2 separate regions of the Mus musculus genome follow, and region 2 is linked to region 1. A link is a contact called in public capture Hi-C data. All regions are on one chromosome and are shown on one strand. Each heading gives the region's core, a stretch centred on a gene start, on an enhancer-like site or on the middle of the called end of the contact. The rest is flanking DNA. Distances are from core to core; before and after follow the strand shown.

Evidence for each region. Capture Hi-C pulls out chosen DNA fragments and counts their contacts.
Region 2: a capture Hi-C map of macrophages shows a contact between it and region 1, with 7 times the contacts expected there. The contact joins two enhancer-like sites. A contact is called at or near these places in 1 of 39 promoter capture datasets (pre-B cells), 1 of 484 Hi-C or Micro-C datasets (bone marrow-derived macrophages), 4 of 115 datasets of contacts at active chromatin or transcription factors (astrocytes, bone marrow-derived macrophages, double positive thymocytes and 1 more) and 2 of 9 other capture datasets (liver and macrophages).

Annotation. Positions count from the first base shown.
Region 1 is chr11:29,146,848-29,152,192 of GRCm38.p6, reverse strand. It overlaps Pnpt1 (polyribonucleotide nucleotidyltransferase 1), which reads right to left. Exons shown (of 28, transcript NM_027869.2): 16 at 4,829-4,895; 17 at 4,660-4,749; 18 at 3,862-3,915. Among named protein-coding and RNA genes, the nearest start is that of Pnpt1, 19 kb to the right of the region's middle. Within about 2 kb of position 3,137, at least 9 of the 459 cell types and tissues checked have an H3K27ac peak or open chromatin away from gene starts, as enhancers often do. A contact at or near this core is called in macrophages, where this site is marked.
Region 2 is chr11:30,188,867-30,194,211 of GRCm38.p6, reverse strand. The region is part of intron 1 of Sptbn1 (spectrin beta, non-erythrocytic 1); the gene reads left to right. Among named protein-coding and RNA genes, the nearest start is that of Sptbn1, 28 kb to the left of the region's middle. Within about 2 kb of position 2,076, at least 11 of the 459 cell types and tissues checked have an H3K27ac peak or open chromatin away from gene starts, as enhancers often do. A contact at or near this core is called in macrophages, where this site is marked.

The sequences.
Region 1 (5,345 bases), core at 1,888-4,387:
TTGTGTTGGTTGTGGTGATGGGATGATTAGCTAAGCAAGCACTGTATCACTATTATACCCTCAAGCTGGAGATTTGTTTTTTTTAAAAGACTTTTAAGTTGTAAGTATGAGTGTATATGCTTGGGGACCATAAGAGGGCATCAAATCCTTTGGAGATGATTGTTATACTCAGAGTGAGTGCTGGGAACCAAAATTAGGTTCTAGCTCCAAGGTGGGGGCCTAAAGTATTCTGGACACTGAAGTGGTTAGAATGAGAATGTCCCTCATACGCTCAGTATTTGAACACCGCAGCCCCAGTCTGTGGTGCTGTCTGGGGAGCTGATTAGACTATGCTGCAGGAAGTATATCAATGGAGGCAGGCGTTTAGAGTTTACAGACTGGCCCCATTTCCAGCTTGTTCTTTCTCTTTTGTTTCTACCACTGAACATGTGATCTCTAGCTTCCTGTTTCTGCAGCCATGCTTCTTCATGCGTCACGATGGACTTTCTTTTATCTGTCTGGAATCATAGGCTAAAGGGAATTCTCTAGTTTGCACAAGTTGCTTTGGTCATGGTGTTTTATCATAGCAATAGAAAAGTAACTAATATAGTTAGTATACATTCTGTTCCTAGAGATTCAGTGCTCATAATGAATCTACTCAACTTACATTAAACAAATTGCTTAAGGTGGACATAATGGCTCATGCCTATAATCCCAGCACTTGGGAAGTGAAGGCAAGAGAATCAGGAGTTCAAAGTCAGTCTCAGCTGTATAAACTCAATTTGAGGCCAGCCTAGGCTACATGGAACCCTGTCTCAAAATACAAAACAAAAACCCATCTCAAATAAATAAATGAATAAACAAAGGGTTGAAGAAGTGGCTCAGTGGTTAAGAGCATTTGCTGCTCTTGTGGAGAACCTGGGTTTAATTCCCAACACCTACATCAGGCAGCTAATAACCACCTGAAAGTATAGCTCCAGGAGACCCAACTACTTCTTTTGACTTTTGAGGATATCAGGCAGGTATGTGATGTTCATATATACACATACACATACTCACACATACAAACAAACATCTTTTAAAAAGGAGGAAGTAAAACAAAACAAACAAACATGTTTTAGCTGCTCAAGTGGCCTTCAAAATCTGGTTCACTTACTTAATGGTTCCTTTGAATACATTCAGACAACAATGCTATTTTATAACTTCATCATTTTGCACAGGCTACTCAGTCCATGTTTTCAATGGGCCTCATTCTAACCTAACTATTCAACCTTTAAACTAGGTAAAATATCATGGCCTCTAACTCAGTTATCCTCAACCTAATTTATTATTTTCCACTGTGCAATACACATACTTATCAATTTGCTCATTGGTATTTTATGTTAATTTCTATACCTGTAAGCTTTTTAAAAAAATAGATTCCATTTGTGTCAAGAGTGTGCAGGCTTGGCTTAGGGCTTAGAAGCACTCATTTCTTTGAACTAAACTGCATACTTTTTCTTGGCCCTTTCTACAGTACTTGATTTTAATTCTTATTAAATTCAATATTTTTACATGTGTTTATATTTTTCATCTTTTTTAAAAAAAGAGACATAAACTTTAGTGGGTGTGGTGGTATACTCTTTTAATCCCAGGACTCTAGAAGTGATCTCTGTGAGATCAAGGCCAGCTTGATCTGCAGGACAGCCAGGGTTACATAGTGAGACTCTGTCAGAAATGAATAGATTTTATCATTTAATACAATAGTTACCATTCCTTTTTCTTTCTTCTCTTTTTGAGACAGAGCCTTGCTGTGTGGCTTTGGCTGGTCCCAAAGTTGCCATCTTGCCACCAGAAGCTGGATGACAGCTACCCTTATTCCTTTTTACTAACATCCTTTATATTGGGAGGTCACTGTTGTTATGGAAAGGAAATGGGCTGCTGATGAGGCATCTTTTAAGTATTCTACCTGGTACCTCTCTCCTGTGGTACCTTTCTCTTATACATTGATTAGTAGTCATAGATGATGTATCTATTATTTAGTATAAAATTCTGTACCATTTACATAAAAGATACCTACCCTGATAAGAGAGATTTCTAGATAACAGTATTCCTCCACCTCATTTGGAATTTAGGTTTTTTTTTTTTCCACCCAGAAATAACAACAAAGTCAGTTATAGACATTATTTATTTCTCTTTATTATCTTCTGGCTCCTTTCTATAGCCACTTTTCATTCTAAAATATATTCACCCATTCCCTTTTAAAGAGAGTTTTATTTCATTACTGTATGTGTATGGGTGTTTTGCTTGCATTTATGTCTGAGCACCACATGTAGGCCCAGTGCCCAGGAGGCTAGAGGACATAAGATATTCTAGGACTGGAGTTACAGATGGTTTTAAGCCACTCCCTAAGTACTGGGCACCAAATCAAGGTCCTTTCTAAGAGTAGCCAGTGCTCTTACATGTGTCCAGCCCTACACGTGTCTTTTATGAACTACTTGAGAGTCTTAGGAAGTCCTACAGTTCTATCTTACAGAAAGTGTAGTCTTGTAAAATCAACAACTGCCTATGCTTCATGTCAGTGCATCACCACTGGCAATATTAGTCTAAACCTGGAATCCCCTTATATTTCCTTAGACAGATCTTTGTCCTGTAATCCCAGCCACTTGGGAAGTAGAGACCAGAGAATCAGGAGTTCTAGGCCAGCCTGAATTACATAACACTATCTCTGAAGCGAGGGAAAAAGTCTTTTACCTTTCAGTTAGTCTTTTCTTAGCATTTTTCTGAGATAGAATCTTATTAAGTCACTCTGGTCAGCCTTGAACTCAGAGATCTGCCTGTTTCTACTTCTGGAGTGCTGGAATTAAACCATGATTCTTGGCTGCTTTTTTTTTTTTTTCTTTTTAAATTTGAGACTTGGCTGAGAAAGTAACTTGTTTTTAAAAGAAATGACTTATTTGCTCATCACTATGTCCCAAGGACTTAGATCACTGTTTGATTTATAGGTGAAGATTTGTAAAATGAATGAAGACAAACAATAGAAAATTTAATATATGTACCTCTGGTAAATAGAACTGGGAAAAGATCATTAGCAGTTTTCGCTTTAGCCTGATTGAAGCTTTACTGTTTCTAAGTAACATTAAAATCTACTCACATGACTGTTTCACTTCCTCTTTGGGTTATGCTCCCTTCTAGATTTTATATCTGTGTTGTAAATGTTCAAGCTTAACAGAGAAATCGTTGTGTGTCCTCTGTAGTACCTTTGGGTGCCTTTTCTCTCTCTCTCTCTCTCTCTCTCTCTCTCTCTCTCTCTCTCTCTATATATATATATATATATATATATATATATATATATATATTTATTTATTTATTTATTTATTTTTTGAGTAGCACTGTAACTACCAGAAACAGTTCATGAACGCCTAAAACATGAGCTCTTTCTTTTTTCGTGTCACAGACTCAAGGGTTGCATCAAACTACTTCCCGTATACCTCCTATAGAATCGTTTCTGTGGATACTTTTAGAGTGCTGCTCTCTCCAATATAGTGGTTACTATAAACCTATTCAGACACTACATGGTTACTCTCTCTCATGGATTCTAATGCTTTTGTTTACTAGTTGAAACTTCTTTATTGACAAGAATCAATTCTGGAAGTCTCCACTTTTGGAAGGTGAGAAAGTGCATTTGGTCACCAAGGCAAGTGTTTATAATTTTCAGTATATTATAAATTTCCAATGTCTTTTAGCTAAAAATAAGAACTTCAGCTAATATCTTTCTGATGTAATTATATTGTATCTAGCCCACGGTTTTGACTTTTATTAAATCCAATCTAAACAAATTTTATATTCTGTACTAATGAATATATATGTAAAATACTAACAGTTTTGAGACATAATCTTTACCTGCATCCATTAATGCCAAACTTCCACCACATGCAGATGCCATAGAAGATGACCCTATTTGGGAAAGGAAAAATAAAAAAGGAGAACCACTTATATTGTAATATATTAATTTCTTAACATTAGCGTTGCTTATTTCCTTGTAAATGCTGTTCTTAAACACAGTCAACGGTCTTCTTGTCCTTCTTTGTAACAAACTTGATGGGCTGGAGATGACTAAGTGGGTCAGAGTGCATGCTGTACAGTAGGAGAAGCTGAGTTTCAATTCTTAGCACCCATTTTAAAAAGAAGAAAAAGCTGGGTGTGTGGCCAAACGTACATGGATCCCCAACAACCAGGTATAGAGGCAGGGAGATCACTAAGGCTTGCTGGCTGCCAGCTTCGTTCTAAGCTCAGTGAGAAACCTTGTATCACTGGAACAAGGCGAGACTGATAGAGTAGGACATCTGATTTTCTCCCTGCCTTCTGTGTGTCTGTAGATGTAAGTTTCTCTCACTTGCAATCCCAGCACTCACCAATATATAAACAAACAAATAAAGATATAAAAGCATTAAGTCAATCTTGCTCTGTTGCTTGTTTGGAAAAAATAAATAGTAACCAAAACTAGATGTATTATAATAAATGCAAAAGGGGAAATGCTTGCTTTACACATGCTTGCTTTCACAATAACTTAGTGCCTAAGAACAGATCAACTTAACATTGTTTCCTGCAGAACATGACATAACGTAACCTTAGAAAAGTTAAGACTGCATCAGGGAATCTAGTCTTTTATACTAGGAAAGAAATATTGCAGTATCATACCATTTGATTCGAGGACTTCAGATGTAACTCTTATGGTAAAAGGAAAATCTTTGGGAATAACAGGACACAAAGCTTTCTCGGCAAGAGCACCTGAATCAGAATAGGAAACAGTAAGCAAAAAGCACTAAGTCTCTCTAAGACTATAACACAAGCTTAGAACTGTACTCACCATGTCCAAGTTCTCTTCGATTCACACCAGTAACTTTGCCGGTTTCATTGGTTGCATAAGGAGGGAACTTGAAAACACACACACACACACACACACACACACACACACACACACACACACACACACACGTTAGTGACATGGCAAGGCCGCAGATACATTAGCAAACAGTACAACACATTACAGTATGACAGAACCCCACTCTGGTTCTAAAAGGTATAGTATCTATCTGCCTGTACGTCCATCAGTCTGCCCATCTGACTATAATCTATCTACATATGCATTTAATTTATATTTGGTAGGTGATTGAAAAAACCCAAGTATATATCATATTAGTAAAATTAGCTATTTGTTTAAGTAGATTAGAGGGTAGGAAAGGTTATGAAAATTTATTTCACTTAAAGATTTATTTTTATTTTATTTGTATATGTGTTTTGTCTGTCTGTATGTCTATGTAAATGTGTGTGTGGCTGGTGTATGTGGAAGCCAGAAGGTATTTTCACAATAAAAATGTTGGGGA
Region 2 (5,345 bases), core at 827-3,326, 1.0 Mb before region 1:
ATACTGAATTTCGGGCCACAGGAGTTCATTTCCCTGCTCATTACATGCTGAGGTGCTTTCTAATTACGTGTGTGTGTGTGTGTGTGTGTGTGTGTGTGTGTGTGTGTGTGTGTGTGTGTTTTGTGTTTTCCCTTGGAAGTGGGAAGAAAGCATCATATGTCCTAGAGGTTACAGATTTTTGTCACCCACCCAGTGTGATAGCTGGGAGCGGTCTCCAGTCCTCTGAAAGAGTAGCAAGCACTGTAACCATTAGGCTGTCTTTCCAGCCTCTTAACTATAAAAATTAATAATTTACTTACTTATACTGTATATGTATGTGACGTGTATGGAGGTTAGAGGACAGCTCTGTGGAGTTGGATACCACCTTCAAACTTTCTATGGGTCCTGAGCATTGAACTAAAAGTTCACTAGTCTTGCTCAGTAAGTTCCTTTATACATTGAGCTATCTTACCAGCTCTTAATTCCCTGTCACCCTTTTCTACTACTGAACCACCATTTTTGAGACAGGGACTCATATAATCCAAACACACTATGTAATTGAGTCTGGCCTTAAATTCCTTGTTCTTTTCAAAATGTTGGGATTATAGGTGCCCACCACCATCCTTGGCTATTTTAATTTCTTAGGTCTTGGAGAAAGATGAGTGCTGATTTTATACCCATGATTCATAAAGAACCCTTATATCTTTATCTTTTCAAGACAAGGTTTCTCTGCATATCCCTGGCTATTCTGGAACTTTCTCTAGCCTAACCTGGCCTAGAACTCAAAGAGTTCTGCCTGCCTCTATCTTCTGAGTGCTGGGATTAAAGGCGAGGGCCACTATCACTCTGTCACAGAAAAACATTTATTAAGTTTTTAGTAAACTTTTGGTTTGTGGTGTGACTTAAAATATATGCTTTACCTCATTTCAATAGCCTTAGAGAAAGAAAATGTCTAAGTCTATACTTAAGGTCTTAAAGACAAATGTTCAGTATTTCCCATTACAATGTGAACAGACTTGATGACATAATTTTTAAATTTATTTTGTGTATGGATGTTTTACCTGCATGTATGTATGCATAGCATGTTGTGCCTTGTGTCCTCAGACTTCAGAAGAGGGTGTCAGATCCCCTGGGACTGTGTACATGGAGATGGTTGTGAGCCATGTGGGCTCAGGTAGGAGCTAAACCTGGGTCCTCTACAAGAGCAGCAAGTGCTCTTGACCTCTGACCCAACTTTCTAGACCAACATTATTTTTATCTTCAGTATATGAGTGTTTTTCCTGCATGTGTATGGAATGCCTATGGAAGCTAGAGAGATGATGTTAGAGTCCCGGAAATAAAACTTAGTTATTAAGAGCCATGGGAGTGCTGGGACCCAAACTCTAATCCTCTACTAAAGCTGCACGCTATCTCCAGCAGCAAATGGCCTCTTCCTCCTCCTCTTCTTCCTCCATTTTTCGTAGGAAGGTTAGGGGTAGGATTATATATGAGGACATTTGAGGGATTTTATGAAATGCGCTGTATTGTTTTGTTTTTGTTATGTTCCTCAGACAACTTTATGGGGCAAATCATCAAAGCAAATCAAACCTTTCCCCAGTTTCATCTCAGGATTAAGTCCTGATAACTTTGTGACTCAACCCTGTTTTTTTAATGATGTGCTAATTATAATTATTTTCATAGCACTTAACCTTAATGTATGTCATCTGGCTTAATAGATTTTTCTTAAAGTACTCAGCATGAAAGATAGTATTTAGTAAATTCCAAATAAATGTGCATTTCCTCAGTACCAGTAATTCTGTGGGGCAGATAGTCACTTGCTTTTTATAAAGACATATGTGTCTTTATAAAGTCAATATGACTGATCTAAATCCAGGCTTTTCTAAGTCCAAATTTGACAACCCTCCTGTAGTAACTACTTCAATGTATGGGCAGAGTGTGGGCAATTAGTATGTGCTGAGAGCTGCTCAGATTTCAGTTTAGGCAGCCAAAGGAATACCAGACCTCTTCAGTCCTTAAACAAAATGTTTAAGAAGACTACTAAGAGGCCTCCTACATGTCAGTTATGTAGCAAAGAGAGGAGGCTTCTGCTTTCTGACACATCTTATGCCTCGGAAGGTCCGAGTGTTGCAGTGGCTTTCTAAAAAGCCCTGCCTCCTTCTGGCAGTCAGACCCGAGGAAGGAAACTGTTCTGCAGAATCTTAGGAGTTTTTCATCATTCTCAGCCTCTACTTGGTTTTCTGGATTGGGAATTGCTTCATGAGCCAGGAATTATTCAGAAGTTCAGCTCAGATGTGTCTTTTCCTAGGGAGATGAAAGTCAAAACCCCCATTTGGTTTCCCTCCCTAAAATGTAAACTGATAGCAAGCGCCTGACCATTCTGCTGTGGTTTTCACACATTGCTCTTTGTTGTAGCTTTAATATTTACTCATTTGTTTTTCTTCTATTTCCTCCATCTAGGAGCCCAAAGATCAGACTGGGTTCTATCTATCAGACCTGCCCATCTCACGCTGAGAAGCCGCTGAATATTTGTTAAGAGTATGGGTTATGTTTCATTAAGAGATTTTCAAATTGAAACTATTAAGATGGGGACTCTAAATCAGTAGTACCAACCCATCTTGAGAACATGCTAGAAACAGAAACTACCTTCTTAAGTTATGTGAATCTGGGACTCTGGTATAGCCCAACAATAAGTATTTTTAACTAGCTTTCCAGGTAGTCTCTGTACATTCCTCAAGTTGCTTCCATACAGGGACAGGCATAAAAATCTGATTTCTTATGGAGAAGCGAAAACTTGGAGGAATATGTATTTAGAATAAAGTTGTATACTAAAGAAAAAGGCATTTGGCCAGCCAGGAGTGGGCTCTATCCTGCTATAACTAAGGAAGCCACGTAACAATTGTGAGCCTGTGCCTCATGCGGTCAGTTACCCCGTTCTTCCATTGAGTTAAAGAGGGAAATAGTGTATATATAAGCCCTGAGAATGGTTCAGCTCAACACTTCACCTCTATATGCCTAATAAATAACCTATTAGGTTTAACCTAAAGAACAAAAATTTCTGCTGCTTGGAAATGTGGTGGGTGGAGCCTGACTACACCCTGCACTGATCTACCTGAAAATCTGGCCTTTGCTCCCTCTCAAAGGAACGTCCAGGGTTGACTTTACCAGGGTGGTGTTGGAAACTCTTTCAAGTCTCCTATGTATGTATTTATTTATTGTTTTTGATTTTTCTTTTTTGAGACAGGGTTTCTCTGTGTAGTTCTGGCTGTCCTGGTCAAGTTTCCTTTAAAGAAAGCTTAAATGTGCACACAGACTGTAAGAATCCCGTGTTGTTCTGACTTCAGGGGTTTAGATGTTTAACTGTCTGTGGTGGAAACTGGTATGGTTAACAACAGCTCTACAGACAGGTAAGGGTATCTTCCCAGCCTTAAGTCTGCTGTGCTAGAATTCTACTTGCATAGATTAGCAGCCCAGACAGTGAAAAAGCCAGGAGTTTTCAGATTCTGATACTCCCCTCTCATCTCCCCAACAACTTTATAACTAAGATCCAGCTATGAAAAAGTAAAAATTAAAAAACGGTGAAAAACCTCAGATAAGGGCATGTTTCTAATGCTGAATGATTAGTTTAATTAAAGATTTGACAGTATTAAGCCATTTAATGAGTACTCAGAACTTGCTACTTGAAAGCTTTGTAGTTTGGTCAGTATGGCATACTTTAAATAAAAGCAAGAAGGATCCTAATTTTTAAATAAAAGTCAAGTAAAGTTGACTTTAAAATGAAACACTCATTTCTTGTTATTAGCACAAATTCATTGCCCTTTTCTCTGAGCTTTGGTCTTGTGGTTGGAAAATGGGTTGGTCATCATAGCCTGAGCCGAACAACAAATGAAAGCAAATGAGAAATAAACTCACTGCCAGGAGGCAACTTCCTGCAAGGCTAAATTCTAGAGTGCAGAGTGAGAAAGGGGACAGACAGAGACAGGTGGGGGAAGGGGTGCTGAGCCAGGTTTAAATTTAAAGGTAGTTATTGGCTCCTGAACAAGATCCCTGTTCTGAAAGGTGTGGCCCATAAGAGGATGCAGGAAGCCAGTCCTCAGCGCATTCGCTGGGGTGGCAGCCTTACTACAGTGCACCAGGAACTTTGGAGACCTTTTTGTTGGACGTGGTCTGTAGGTGATTTAAGACTTGCTAGAAATGCCGCCATTCAGGTCTGCTCCATACTTGCTGGGTTAGAACCCCATTTTAACAAGATCTTCTGGAGGGTTTTAAGCAATTTCAAGTTTAAGAAACAGTCTTGGAAATGGTCCTTCCCCTTGTTCCTCCAAAGAACACAGGAAGAGACAGTCCTGAAAAGGTTATGACCTCTGAGGTTTGAAGTTTGTGCTTTTACATATTATTCATGTTATGCATACATTTTTTGATTTGTTTAGCAATATTGTTTAATTATAAAAGTAACCTGACCAAATGTATAATAGTTACAGTTTAATATTTTTTTTTGATTAAAGAACTTTTAAAACTTGTGCATGTATGTATTGATTGATTGAATGGATCTCACTATGTAGTTGGTGGCTGGCTTGGTAGAACGCACTCTGTAGGCCAGGCTGGCCTCAAACTCACAGAAATCTGCTCACCTCTGCCTGCTAAGTGTTGGGATTAAAGACAAGCTTGAACACATCTGGCCAAATTAAAGGATTAAAAAAAATGGCTAGTTCTTAGCTTTGTAAGTCTTAGCATCATTTTGGCTGGGATTTTTTTTTTTTTAACTTTTAAATTCTGCAGTTAAAGAAATTGGTGAGATTTTTTAAAATTCCACTTTACTTACCCACTTGGTATTAGAGGAGAATTACAGAATTATTCTTGGGGCTGGAGACATGGTTCAGCAGTCAAGAGCACTAGTCACTCTCTCTCTCTCTCTTTTTTTTTTTGGTTTTTGGTTTTTGTTTTTTGTTTTTTTCGAGACAGGGTTTCTTTGTATAGCCCTGGCTGTCCAGGAACTCACTTTGTAGACCAGGCTGGCCTCGAACTCAGAAATCTGCCTGCCTCTGCTTCCCAAGTGCTGGGATTAAAGGCATGCGCCACCACCACCTAGCTTGTATTTGTCACTCTTGTGATGACCTAAGTTCAGTTCCCAGCATCCACATGGTGGCCCAGGGTATGTAATATCATCTTCTGAATTCCTCAGGCACCAGGCATGCATCTGATGTTTGTGTGTGTGTGTGTGTGTGTGTGTGTGTGTGTGTGTGTGTGTGTATGTGTTGTGTGTATGTGTACATATATATGTATGTGTGTAAAACATTCATATACATAAAAGATAAATCTTTTAAAAAATTCTAAATTCTTCCAATGTTCAATGAAAAGAATTTATGCCT